3 separate regions of the Zea mays genome follow, and regions 1 and 3 are each linked to region 2. The links are chromatin contacts, called in public Hi-C maps. All regions are on one chromosome and are shown on one strand. Each heading gives the region's core, a stretch centred on a gene start, on an enhancer-like site or on the middle of the called end of the contact. The rest is flanking DNA. Distances are from core to core; before and after follow the strand shown. Region 1 holds the start of LOC103639593 (VAN3-binding protein). Region 2 holds the start of LOC100275316. Region 3 overlaps LOC100502213.

Region 1 (4,227 bases), core at 430-2,929, 250 kb before region 2:
TCTAACTGCACCAGACACCAGCCACACATGATTAATGGGGCTGATCTGCCCGTAACAAGCAAAACTAAATATTCAACCATTCAAGGTTTAGTTGAGTATTCGAGTTTTACTTCAGAGTACAACATGAACAAATATTCATACATTCAAGATTCTTGGGTCGTTCAAGGTTTAGTTCAAAGTACAACGCGAACAAATATTCAGTTTATTACTTCAAACATTAAAGGTTTAATTCATCCATTATTCAAGATTTACTTCAACATACAACAAGAACAAACACACAATCATTCAAGGTTTACTTCAATATACATGAGCAACAAATACTTGGCCACTCAAGGTTTACTTCAGTCGTCAGCAATTCAAGGTGATGAGTCAAGGATAGGAGACAGTCGTTGTGGTGGGCCAGTGCGTCGAAGAAGTTAATTCATAGCAACTCAATCCACATAATTTAGTCGTTTTGAGTTTGTCCTAAGTCAAACTATTTTTACTTTGACCAATAATATATTGTTGAGCACCATATCTGGCACCTGGCACGGATGGTTGGTGCCCTATGGCTCGAACGGTCCGTGCACCCGCGACCAGATTAGCACGGGCGAGAGTACTTATCACATGTGTGGTTATCCTAACCTATCCATGAGAATCTGTTGGATCTAGCCTAAGAATAGGTCTAGACCTCCTCCACTATAAATATAAAGGGGTACGACCGATTGAGAACTACCAAACACATTTCAATCGAACCAATTTACTTTATCTACCTTTCATTAACAAACATGCCCTAGGAGTAGGTGTAGCGTGTTCTAGTTGTAGCTTTCCGCATATCCACCTCCACCCATATTTGACTCTACATCGTCTAAATCCGTCGTGGGTGGCCTGCCGACCCCAAGATGATCCTAGTATCTTGCCATTTCACTCAAGATCTCTTCCTTGACTTGATTTTTTTAATTCTTAGACGACTCTACATCGTTTAGGGACGTCTCGGGTGACCTATCGACCTAGAGCACCTAAAGTTCTCTCTTCGGTAGACGAGATCTAAGTTCCTGTGAGGAGGAAGGCGACCCTGCACCATCACGGACCATCCAACCTAGAGTTGGATCGTCTGGAGCGATGTAGGAAAGGAGTCGAATTTTAATAGTGGCATTGAACCAAATTTTGGTTGTTCGAAATGGTAGACTTTGACAATTGTTATGATTATTGAGTTGATATTTGATAGCATCATTAAACAATGACCTATGCGTCCTCTATTGCAATCTATTGCAACGCACAAATATATACCTAATATATTATCTAAATTAATATTACCTTCACCTGTACACGGGTAATGCATATACTCCAGCGCGACCATCCATTCTTGTATCAGCATGGATAAGAGAATGATCATTGATCCTAATACAAAGCCCAACCAACAATGACTTCCCTTCGTTCCCAGCACCTTTATTTTAATTAATAGCCCAACAAACTTCCTAAAAACAGAGAGACGCTAAGCTGATCAACGACCCGGACTTTTGGATCATCCGCCCGTTCGTTCATCTGACATCACCCAACTCAAGTGTAATAAGCCAAGACAAGGACAAGTAAAGCTGGCCTAGTCGCCACTCGCGGTCTCACTCAAGTCTCAACAGACCACACTCACGGTCTCACACTCTCACTATAAAACGCACCCCCCGCTTCCCAAAAGCAACCTCCGCTCCCCCTCGCCACTCGCCACTCGCCACCACAGCCCCCGCGCGCTGTAAGCCCCACGCGCGACACGACCGCGCGCACGCGGAGCAAGCAACCGTCCAGGCTCCCACCATGACCGACGCGGGCGCCGCCAGGGCCAGGAGGCCGGGCGGCGGCGGCGACGGGGACCTCCCGCTCCGCCCGCCGGAGCCGCCGCGGGACCCGCTGGAGTTCCTGTCCCGCTCCTGGAGCGTGTCGTCGTCCGCGGCCGACGACGTCTCCCGTGCGCTCGCGCCCGCGCTGGCCTCCGGGGCCGCCATCGCCGAGGACGTCGCCGGGGAGCTCGACGCCGCCTCCGGGTCCTCCTTCTCCTTCGCGTCCGCCGCCACCTCGCAGCTCGTCTTGGACCGGATCATGGCGCCGACGTCGGTGGTACGTGCGTGTGCCTCCTTCGCCACTTTTTTCCTCATCCATTCTCATAATAATAAAAAACGGAGAAAAAAATCCGGTCTTTCTTACAAACAGAAAACAAATCCGAGTCAGCCAGGCTTCTCCTTAGATTTTTTTCCTGCCGATTTCCCGTCTTCTCCGTCTGTTCTTCATGCCGATTGCTATGCCGCCGCCGTCGCCGCCTCTGTTTAACCTAATCTAATCTATGCCACCATCAGATGCCTCTGACTCTGCCTCTACTCCTAGAGGAGTCAGAGTCAGGTGAGGACAACAAGAACCAGACAAAAAAAAAAAACTCGCCGTTTTTCCCTTTCTCCTCCTGCACCAAAAAAAAACAAAACCGACAAACGTGTGAAGTGTGATACTCATGTCCTACACTCCTACTCCTCCAGTGGCGCGCCGCGCGCTCGATCTTTGTTTTTTTTTTGGTTCCAGCAACGGCCGCGGCACTGAGTTTGAGGCTCACTGATTTGATTTCCTTGCTTGGCTTGGCTTGGCTGGACACAGGAGGTGGCGCCGCTGACCTCCGGCCGGCTCTCCCACAGCAGCGGGCCTCTCAACTGCGGCGGGTCGCTCTCCGACAGCCCGCCCGTCTCGCCGGAGATCGACGACACCAAGGTCTCCCTCTTCTAACATTCTCGGACGTTTAGAACCTGGATGGACGTGTTTCTTTCAGTTTAATCAGAACAAATTCTGCTTATTTTATTATTAATTAATTAATTAATTAATTAATTAATTAACTGCCGTGCGCTTTTTATTTGGTACTCCAATCTCTGCTCTAGCCTGGTCAGCTGGGCTTAGAAGATATGGTGCATGCCTGCATCTTTTCTTTTGTTTTAGTAATTTTTCTGAGATCGATGCTGCACATCAGTCTGCATGCCTGTACCTGTCTGTCTGACTGCTGCTTCCTGGCTTTCTCAACCACGCTGTCCGTAAGAGCTGCTCATCTGGCCGCTGCTCCCTCTGTTTGATGCTCTGTCAGCCTGCCTGCCTGCCTTAGTAAACATAGTAGTAGCAGTACTCGTTTGTTTGCTACTTGGGCTGTGCATTTGTGCAAGAACCTTGTCCTTGAGTCGAAGACAGGGTTAGTAAACTCAGGAAGGATCATTAGCATGGCATAGACTCCCTTAGCAAACTCAGAGAGCATATCCAGCCACGTCAACTATATAAATGTCCTATAATATTAAAATAAATATATATTTTATAGATTGAGAAAATCAACAAAATATTCTACTCTCCAACGATAAAGCTTCAAATCTAAACTATAGGGCAGCGCACTATGGTGAAGTATATTTAATGCACTTAAAAAAGTGCCCTATAATTTTTTAATCAAGTTTTATCAAATAAGTCATTGTGGAGTAATTTCTTTTTGTACTAGAGCACTCTATATTTTCAGTTTGAGCTATTGTTGAAGATGCTCTTATCAAACTCACTCTGTTAGTAAACACAACAAGGATCATCAGCACAACATAGACTCCCTTAGGTCTTGTTCGTTTGTGCCGGATTGGTGGATCGGAACGATTCGTAACCGGATTGCTTCTCTAATTTATATAAATTTTGATTAGCTAGAACGATTTCGGGTGCAATCCGATAGAAACGAACAAGATCTTAGTAAACTTAGCAAGGATCATCAGCATATTATAGTATCCTCACTCACACTAGGAAGCAGGAACATGGTCAAATGGATACGGTCGGTCAGCGTAGTAGTAAGTAGTAGCAGCAGCAGCATACTAGTCTGTGTGGCGGCGTGCATGTACTGGTGTGGTGGTCCTCTGCCTCACTCTGCTCTGCTGCTCGCTGCGCCCGTTGCAAACTGGAGAGAGCTAGCCAGGCCGCCGTGTCGTGTGGTCCGTGTATATGCAATACTGTAGTGGATGTGGTCCGTGTACCTGCAGCGGCAAGGCTGCTAGAGCTGCAGCCCTGTGCTGTTGCTCTGGTCCCGGTCCGTCTACTGCAGTCCTGCTCCCGCAAGCAACCACTGTAGCAGCAGCCAGCAGCATCAGCCCTCAATCTCCCTGCCTGGTACTGGCCACTGGGTGAACAAAAAAGCAAGAGGCTTGCAGTTTAGGGTGAACAAAAAAGCAAGAGGCTTGCAGCAGACACGGGCCTATGCATGCAGCT
Region 2 (3,936 bases), core at 1,073-3,572:
AGGTGACATTTTAGCTTTGCATCCCCTTAGGAACGACTTTGGAGCTTCGTGACTTTTTCTGTTACACTCGATGGTGTAACCCCAGATTTATTACAACAGGCCAAAGGTTGTACCTTCTTGTATTGTCTTTGGATACAAACATAAAAGCAAGAGAAACAAAGATTACATTGAGTATGTATGGATTTTTTTTGATTGAGCCCCTGTATTGCTTCGGTAAATGTGTCTCGACTTTGGTACAGTGTTGTTGACTGTCCGAGCTTTAGACTCTTCACGTGCATCACATTGTTGTTGTATCTGGCGGTGCCCTTTTGGCTGCTGGTTGTGAGACGAGGTTGGAGCCATGAGTGGTGGTGGTGGTAGGGGGCCTGTGCAGCTTGTGAGTGACTTGCCGAAGCAACTGATATTGTGGGTTGTTGGTTGCCCACATACTCGGGGATGTATGGGGAATAACACGAAGCAGTATGCAGGACCTGCTTCGGCTGATTATGTCGTGCTTCGGCTTCAGCTATTTCCTTTTGCTTCTGAATCGTGACTTGGCATGTCCTTGTTGTATGCCCCTTATCTTCCCCACAGAATAGGCAAAACAACCTTCTTGGTTGGGAGTTGAATCTTCCAGCAAAGCTTCTACCTCCTCTACCTCTTGGAGCTGGTGGCCTGAAAGAGCTTTGTTGTGTCCCTGAAGATTGGGAGCTGTGCTGATGCCATTGAGTTTGATTTCCTCTGTCGTCACTGAAGAATATCACGTTTGAGCCACACTCCTGACTGCCATGACGAAGGACTTCGCCATGACAACATTGTTGCCATCATATGATGATATGGTCGCCTCATAGCTCATAAGGAACTGCTTCAGGTCGAAATGCCCGTCATACATGGGGAGTTGTGGTGGTTTGTACGATGGTGGCCATTGGGTAGCCTGCAACTCTTCTGCTAGAGGAGAAGCATCATCAAAAGCAAAGTTAGCATGATGGAAATCATCATACCATACATCATCATAGCTTGGGCTTTCTTAACAAAGCTCTCTCTGTTGTGGCCTTCGTCCTTGCTCGTCTTGCGTGATATGGCGCATCTCTTCGGCAGCTTCATCAATCTTCTTCTGAAGTTCAGCTAGCTGAAGCATTTTCTCTCTCTTTCTCTCCACTTGTTGGTGGATGGCCTCTAGGTCTCTGATCTCTTGGTCTAGCTCATCTTCTTATGGTGTTGGGCTGATGGCCTTCTTTTCTGGTTTCGGGCTTCTCTCAGAGGGAGCCCTTCTTGGTTGATGTCCAGCGGTGCGAGGGCAGCCCCTGGCGCTATTGCCTTCTTCGGTAGCATGACGAAGGTGGTTGCTCGAGCTGTTGCCGAACGTGGTCGTTTGAGTTCACCTGAGGTGGGCGCCAATGTTGATCACTTGTTCTCAAATGTTGCGATTAAAGAACAAGGCAACACAATAGTTAAAGATTAAGGACCTTCGTCCTTTAAAGTATTATCTCCTTTCGGATATAATGATCTTCGGACGAAGGTCATGAAGGATACACCCTCATGATTTGTGAGAATAGAAATTCATAGAGACACTATATAAAATTAATTCATTCATATATACATTTCATGATATACACATGAACATTAACATAATTAATATTACATGGATACCTTCGGCTTGTTTGAAGGCGTTGACGCGAGAGCAATTATAATCCAGCGTGAAGGGATATTGTTCACCTATTTATGGACACGGGACACATCCCGAGTAAAAATACATTTGTGACCTTAACATGTACTCATAATTGTGACATAAATCATTAGGGACTAACTAGTCTTTTCCTCTTCGGTTAGGCATCATGTTTGATCTTCGTCGCCACTTTAAGCCGAAGTTGTTGCTCTTCGGCTATAGCTTCGGTATTCATCGTCGTCATTTTCAGGCAAAGCCTTCGTCTTAAGAGCTTTCGGCGAGAAGAAGACCCCCCAACATCGATTACAAACGATGTCTTCGTCTTGAAGACCTTCGGCGGAGAAGAAGATCATCAACAGTAACCAAATGGTTTATTGTATTTTAAGTTGAACTTATTTTTTACATGTTTGTTTGACTTTTTTTTGATTGACACTTTAGTATTTTAGGCTTTTAAATAGTTATGAATAATCTGACAGGTAAAATTATTTATATTGGTACGGATATATATAAGATTTTATATCTGCGACCTTATAGATAGTAGAATTTTTTTACGTTTATCGGTTGCCACACTTGAGTTGAGGTCATCGGCCTAGCTTGGTGGGGCTTTGGGGAAAAGTCTTTTCTACCCCTACCTTTTTAACCATGAACTTGGGTCCATCTTTCTTCCCCGCACCTCCTCTCGTCTCGCGTCCACCGCCCGCGCCTAGCCCTCTCCTCGCGTGCCTCTCGCCTCCGGCGCCCCAGGCCGTGCTTGCCTGCCGCGCCCACCGCCGGTCCGCGCTCGCGCCTACACGGAGCATCAGGAGTTCAGGCGCGGCGAACAGGGGGAAGAAGCAGCCAACCTCGCTCGCTACTCGCTAGCCTAGTCGGCGGTCGCCATGGGGATCGGCTACGTAGTGGGCGTTCTCGGCGGCGCCATCCTCGCCCACGCCGCCTACGCCACCATCCAGTGTACGCTCCATCCTTCTCCCATCCCATCCCCTCGCCGCGCTCCCACCAAAATTTGCCGTGGATCTCCGTTTTCCTAAGGCACCTTTGATTTTCCATCTGATTCTGGATTGCGGTCAGTGGTGGACTCTCGGTTCTTCACTTCTTTGGCACCCGCAGCGCTCTCAGATCGAGCGCGTCGTTGAGGCCTTAGTGAATTGGGGCGGGGTTTAGATCTAGTTCACGAGCTTCTGTGTTCCTGGTGCTCTCGCACCCGGCGAGAGCTGTGTGGTTGGCTCAGCAGTGCACCAGTAGGATTGATCTGCGTTTCAGCGCCGGCGAGATTCCTGGACAATTTGCTCGAACTAGATGCTGCTGTTGGCTGGCTAGTTTTGACGGATTGATGTTTTATGTGTTATTACAGACCGGGCGGTGCTCAAGATCACGGAGGAGGAGTTCTCGCGGCCGCCCATGGATGTATGTATTCTCAACACAGTTACACAGGGAATCTTTTTATTCTAGTTTCCCTATTTGCAATATACTGGAATATTTGTGTGTATAGAATTCTATCTCTAGCTACCTAGGCAGCTCGGGCTGGTAACTTTTTAGAAGGTTGAGTTTTGATACTGTAGCGTAAGTGTGAACCATGAATTATGCAGTTATGTGATTGAGAAGCTTGTCGTTAGCTACAGTATGTCCAAACAATTATGCTGTGTAACTAAAACAGAACATGTGGCATTCTGATATGTATGAGGTTGTGAGGTGCTTATGTATCATGTATGTGCTACATATCCTTCTGTACTGTCTTTTGTGCAAACCATTTTGTTTTAGTTTGCTGTTTTGCTTTTATCAACCAAACATGGGAGTGTTTGCTTCCCTTATGGTATACTTCTAATCGTGTAGGTGATGATGGAGTTGCTCCTAGGGTTGGCTTTGTGCATGTGGGCAGGTCTTGCTGTTCCAGCGAAATTTCTCTCAGTGCTCCCACATTCTGAGGAGAATAGGTGAGTCTATCCTGTTCTCTGTAATTTTTGTAGGTGATAGTTAGAAAGCCAGGAATGAGCCAACTGGTTAGGTGGGATGTGTGGTCTTGCACCCATCCACACAAGTCTTCTCTCGGCTTGAATTTAGCTGCTTATTTCTCTTAATGAAAAACCTCCTAGTTCCTTCGAGGTTGAATCTCATTTTTGTTCAATCTTAAAAAGTCAAAACTAGTTCCCTTTCTAAATTGGGATTGGTGAAGTCCTGGAACAAGGAACTAGGAAACCAAGTTACAGAAAGTGAAACTTTGTACCGTTGCTTTAGCAGCTGTAATCATAATAACTGGTCTAGCTGTGCATGCATCATCAATAGGAGGTTATTGC
Region 3 (4,133 bases), core at 1,025-3,524, 170 kb after region 2:
AAATCTTCTGTTGATATGCTGGTGACCTACATGAAGGAGTACCCAATGTGTCCTCAGATTCTTCTGATCTCAGCTCGGTTAGACAGAAAGCATGGTACATGTCCAGGTCTGAAAAGCTTTGATGAGTTGATCTTGAATTGGCCTAAAGAGGCACAAGGAATTCAATATATGTGGAATCAATATGTTGAACATGCTCTGGCCACTGATGCCGAGTTAGCTGAGAAGGTACTGACTTGCTGGTTTGAAGAACATGGAAAGGACTGTGATATCCAAAGCAATGCTGCTATTTGTATAGAACTGAGCAGTGAAGAACCTGGAACATCATCACTTGTTTCACCTCAGGCAGTTGGTTCTGGTCCATCTATATCAGAAGATCTCGTCTTTCGGTTACTAAACCTCTCACTGTATAAGATACTGGAGAACAACCTACAGGAAGCACAAATGGCTGCGAGTAAAGCATTGAAATTGGCTCATGGGGAGTGGTACGAGCACTGTATAAGAGAACATGCTGCAATTCATGCACTGGAGCTGGAGAAATCATCATCTTCGACAGATGCTCAAACTCGGGCTACATTCAGTTTAATCATTGGCTACCTTGCTGATCATTGCAACTTGCCCACGAGGGAGCTGCTGTCACGAAGGTTTTGCCAGAATATTAAGAAGCATAGGCTTAGGCAGCTTATAGATGATACTATTGGTTCTGTTCCTGCAGATTCTTCTCTGATAAACTCTGTCCTTGAAGTGTGCTTTGGCCCATCCCTCCTTCCAAAAAGCATTAGCGATGTGAAGTACCTGGTTGATTTTGTTGAAACAGTCATGGAGGCTCTTCCTGCAAACTATCGCCTGGGCTTGGCTGTTGGTGGATTCGTAGCTAAGCACTTCACAGGTTATGGCGCAGCCTCCACTGGGACCAGGTTCTGGGCAAGCTCTGTTCTGATCAATGCCATCTTTCGAGCTGTACCTGTCGCACCGGAATCAGTATGGCTAGAAGGTGCAGGCCTCCTGGAGAAACTGCATGCCACAGAGATTTTGAAGAGGTTCTATCAGCAGGCGGCATCGGTCTATCCCTTCTCCTTCAAGCTGTGGCACGCCCATCTGAATTACTGCAAAGCCAGTGGGAGCAACACTGAGAGCATCCTGGAGAGTGCGAGGCAGCGTGGCATCGAGCTGAATCTGACACCAACATAGTGTGTCCCTTGGATCCAAGCTGCATGATGTTTTGCCAGTCGGAGATGTTGGTAGTGTTGTGTTAACTGGAGATGGCGTGTAGATATATCGGTGATCATGGTGGTGTGAGATCATTTTTGTTCTTTAGGTGCAGGTTTAGTGGGACATAGTCGTCGGTATCTTACAGCATGTGTTTCTGATGGAGTGATATGGTTAGTAAGCAGTGGTGAAGGATACAGGCATACGGGCACTGGGGCATATACCATACTTTTGGACTAGACGGGCTAGAGACTGATTTTGGAGTCCGTTATGTTTCCATTTTCCGTTCTCTTGGTTTTCTCTGTCGTCAATGTATTATAATCATGATGATGAATGGATGGAGAAATGAGATGAGATTTTTTTGAGTTCACTCTTGCAGTTTCGGTTATTATATTTTTGTGCTGTCTTCGAATCTGATTTGGTCGACGGCATGTTTGGAAGTAAAGTATTTTAAAATCAGGTTTTGGAATACTATGATTTTAAGTTGTCATGATATAATCTTTGTATTTTTTACATTGCTCTTAGCAACATATGTTTGGAGATAAAGTATCTCAAACTATAATATTTAGTATACGTGTACAAGACTAGTTATAGACAAACTTTGGGTTGGAGTGGAGTTTTAAATACTCTAAAAATATTATGGTATCTACAAAACCATGGTACATAAGGGCACAAGGCAGAGTTTTAGTTTTTTTTACAACGTAGCCAAACATTTCTTAATAAAAATCACTATGGTATTCTCTAGTACCATGGTTTACCTTGAAACTCTAAAAATACTTAGTTTTCAAATACCCCTAAATATATATAGTACTCCAAAAGCCTAGATATAATCCTAGCTAAATTTAAAGTTACATGAGGACAAAAATAAACAACTTCATAAACAGGGTAAACCAATAAACTAACTCTGTAAATCTTTTCTATTTATATTTAAATCAACTCAACTGTGTAAATCTTTTCTATTTGTATTTAAATCAACTCACAACCAGCCGCCGCGAGCCACTGCCGAACAATTTGGCTTTGTAGATGTTGGCCAGAAAACAACGGCTTCACCTAAATGTTGAAACGCACGGCCAATACAGTGTGTCCAGCCTGTTCTCCCTCTCCGAGACAAACAACAGGCTGGTTGACGTGGCCCTTCTCCAGTTCTCCGTATCCTCGTTGGCGCCGTGAACTGAGGACTATCCGCCGCCGTCGCCGCGACCTGAAACTGGAGGCCGCCACCGCCGCGACATGGCGCACTGAACGCTGCTGCCGTGTGACGCCCAGGCAGAGAACGACATGGTAGGGAGCGACACAGGCTCAAAACGGGCACAGGCACGCGGGCGGGGGAAGAGAAATAGACGTGAGAAGTGGAGCACATGTACGCGAGGAAGGAGATTGCGAGCCAAGCGAGCTCGACAAAGATGTCTAGCGCCCTCGACGTGATAGAGAAGCGAGTAAGGAGAGTTCGTTGGATCACATTTTTACCGTCGTTTTTCTATTTTTATTGGTACTAATTGATTTAGCTATGCTCTTACAGTTGCTCTTAAATATACATCGTGTGTGTATATATAATTAATAGCATATGTACTAAGTATCACTCCCTTTGTCCCATTTGTCCCATTGATTAAAGCTAACCTTTCAAATCTTTAACTAATATACAGCTAAAAAATATTTTTAGTTTGCGTATGGTATATATATTTGGATTCATATATAAAGTATTTTAAAATGATTATATTTTTATACTTATTGATGATATATTTTAAAAGATATAAATGATCAAAGTTTTGATTTAAGGACCATGCAAATACGTCCTAATCAAAGAGTAATAAGTACCCAAGGTATCTTACGCCTGCCCGCTAGAGCCGACCGAAGAGTACAAGTGGAGCAAACACCACGGTACCGCACCCGTCACACCATATTACTACGTGATGGAGAATTTGATCTATACCACTGTTAAAAATGTGGGTCTAAACAACACCACTACTACAAATATAGGTCCAAGATACACCACTCATAAATCACCTCTATTTAAATAATACCGTGATAGTTCTAACAATAATTTCACATGATTTGACTAATTTGCCCCTTACTATACAAACCTAGCCGCGCGCTCGTGCAAAGGAACACAGTAAAAAACATAATCTAGACATCTCAACAAAATAATATAAAATAACTAGTTTAAAAAATAAAATATTGACACATAGTAAAATGCACAATAACAATTATAATTCACAATGTAAATGTCAACACAATATTTCATGAATTATAACTGTTATGTGCTCAAATATTGTGTTACTATAATTGAAATATTGTGTTGATCTTTACTCAGATTATGTGCTGAAATTTTGTGAATTATAATTGTTATCGTGCATTTTACTATGTTTTAATATTTTATTTTGATCTATTTATATTATATTATTTTGATGGGATGTCTAGATCATGTTTTTTTTATGTTGGATTAATGTGGGCTTGGTACAATTAATATTCAATAATAGTCAATGCTAATGGCTCACTTTAATGCTATAGTGTACCAATAATTTAGCACCATATTGGAAGTTCAATGGATAAATCAATCAACTTAAATATGTGGACCATTGTTGCATCTATTGAGAAGTTGAGAAAGCGATGAAGGACTGCCACACACGCGTGCGCGCCGCCGCGGGCGGTCGGGCCGTGCCATGCAGTGGTGTAGTTTGTGGTAGATAGCACCTTGGTCCGAATATTCCTTTCAAACGTTTGAACATTTTGTCTGGAGTGATGACCATCATGATGACTGTCCGTTTCCTGTCTTATAGCTAGTAATAGACGTCAGCTACTCATCTGTTTCTAGTTCTAATGGCGCGACCGTTACTGTCTGTTGTCCATCTCCCCTCCTTCTGACTGTGTATAAGAATTGAGGAGGAGGATGCTCTTCCTGTTACATGCGCGATCTCTCACACGTATTG

What was found. Hi-C and Micro-C count contacts between places; a contact is called where the count stands out from the background.
Region 1: a contact with region 2 is called in a Hi-C map of ear, with 2.4 times the contacts expected there. The contact joins the promoter of LOC103639593 here to the promoter of LOC100275316 in region 2. A contact is called at or near these places in 5 of 25 Hi-C or Micro-C datasets (ear, endosperm, leaf and 1 more).
Region 3: a Hi-C map of leaf shows a contact between it and region 2, with 7 times the contacts expected there. The contact joins the enhancer-like site here to the promoter of LOC100275316 in region 2. A contact is called at or near these places in 7 of 25 Hi-C or Micro-C datasets (bundle sheath, ear, endosperm and 2 more).

The regions. Positions count from the first base shown.
Region 1 is chr1:153,457,314-153,461,540 of Zm-B73-REFERENCE-NAM-5.0, forward strand. It overlaps LOC103639593 (VAN3-binding protein), which reads left to right and starts at 1,680. Exons shown (of 7, transcript XM_008662325.4): 1 at 1,680-2,088; 2 at 2,614-2,724. The coding sequence starts at 1,789.
Region 2 is chr1:153,703,627-153,707,562 of Zm-B73-REFERENCE-NAM-5.0, forward strand. It overlaps LOC100275316, which reads left to right and starts at 2,323. Exons shown (of 4, transcript NM_001149422.2): 1 at 2,323-2,596; 2 at 2,997-3,049; 3 at 3,476-3,576. The coding sequence starts at 2,524.
Region 3 is chr1:153,870,312-153,874,444 of Zm-B73-REFERENCE-NAM-5.0, forward strand. LOC100502213 reads left to right here. Exons shown (of 9, transcript NM_001363234.1): 9 at 1-1,678. The coding sequence ends at 1,188. Among protein-coding and RNA genes, the nearest start is that of LOC100502213, 9.0 kb to the left of the region's middle. Within about 2 kb of position 2,275, at least 8 of the 20 cell types and tissues checked have an H3K27ac peak or open chromatin away from gene starts, as enhancers often do. A contact at or near this core is called in leaf and tassel, where this site is marked.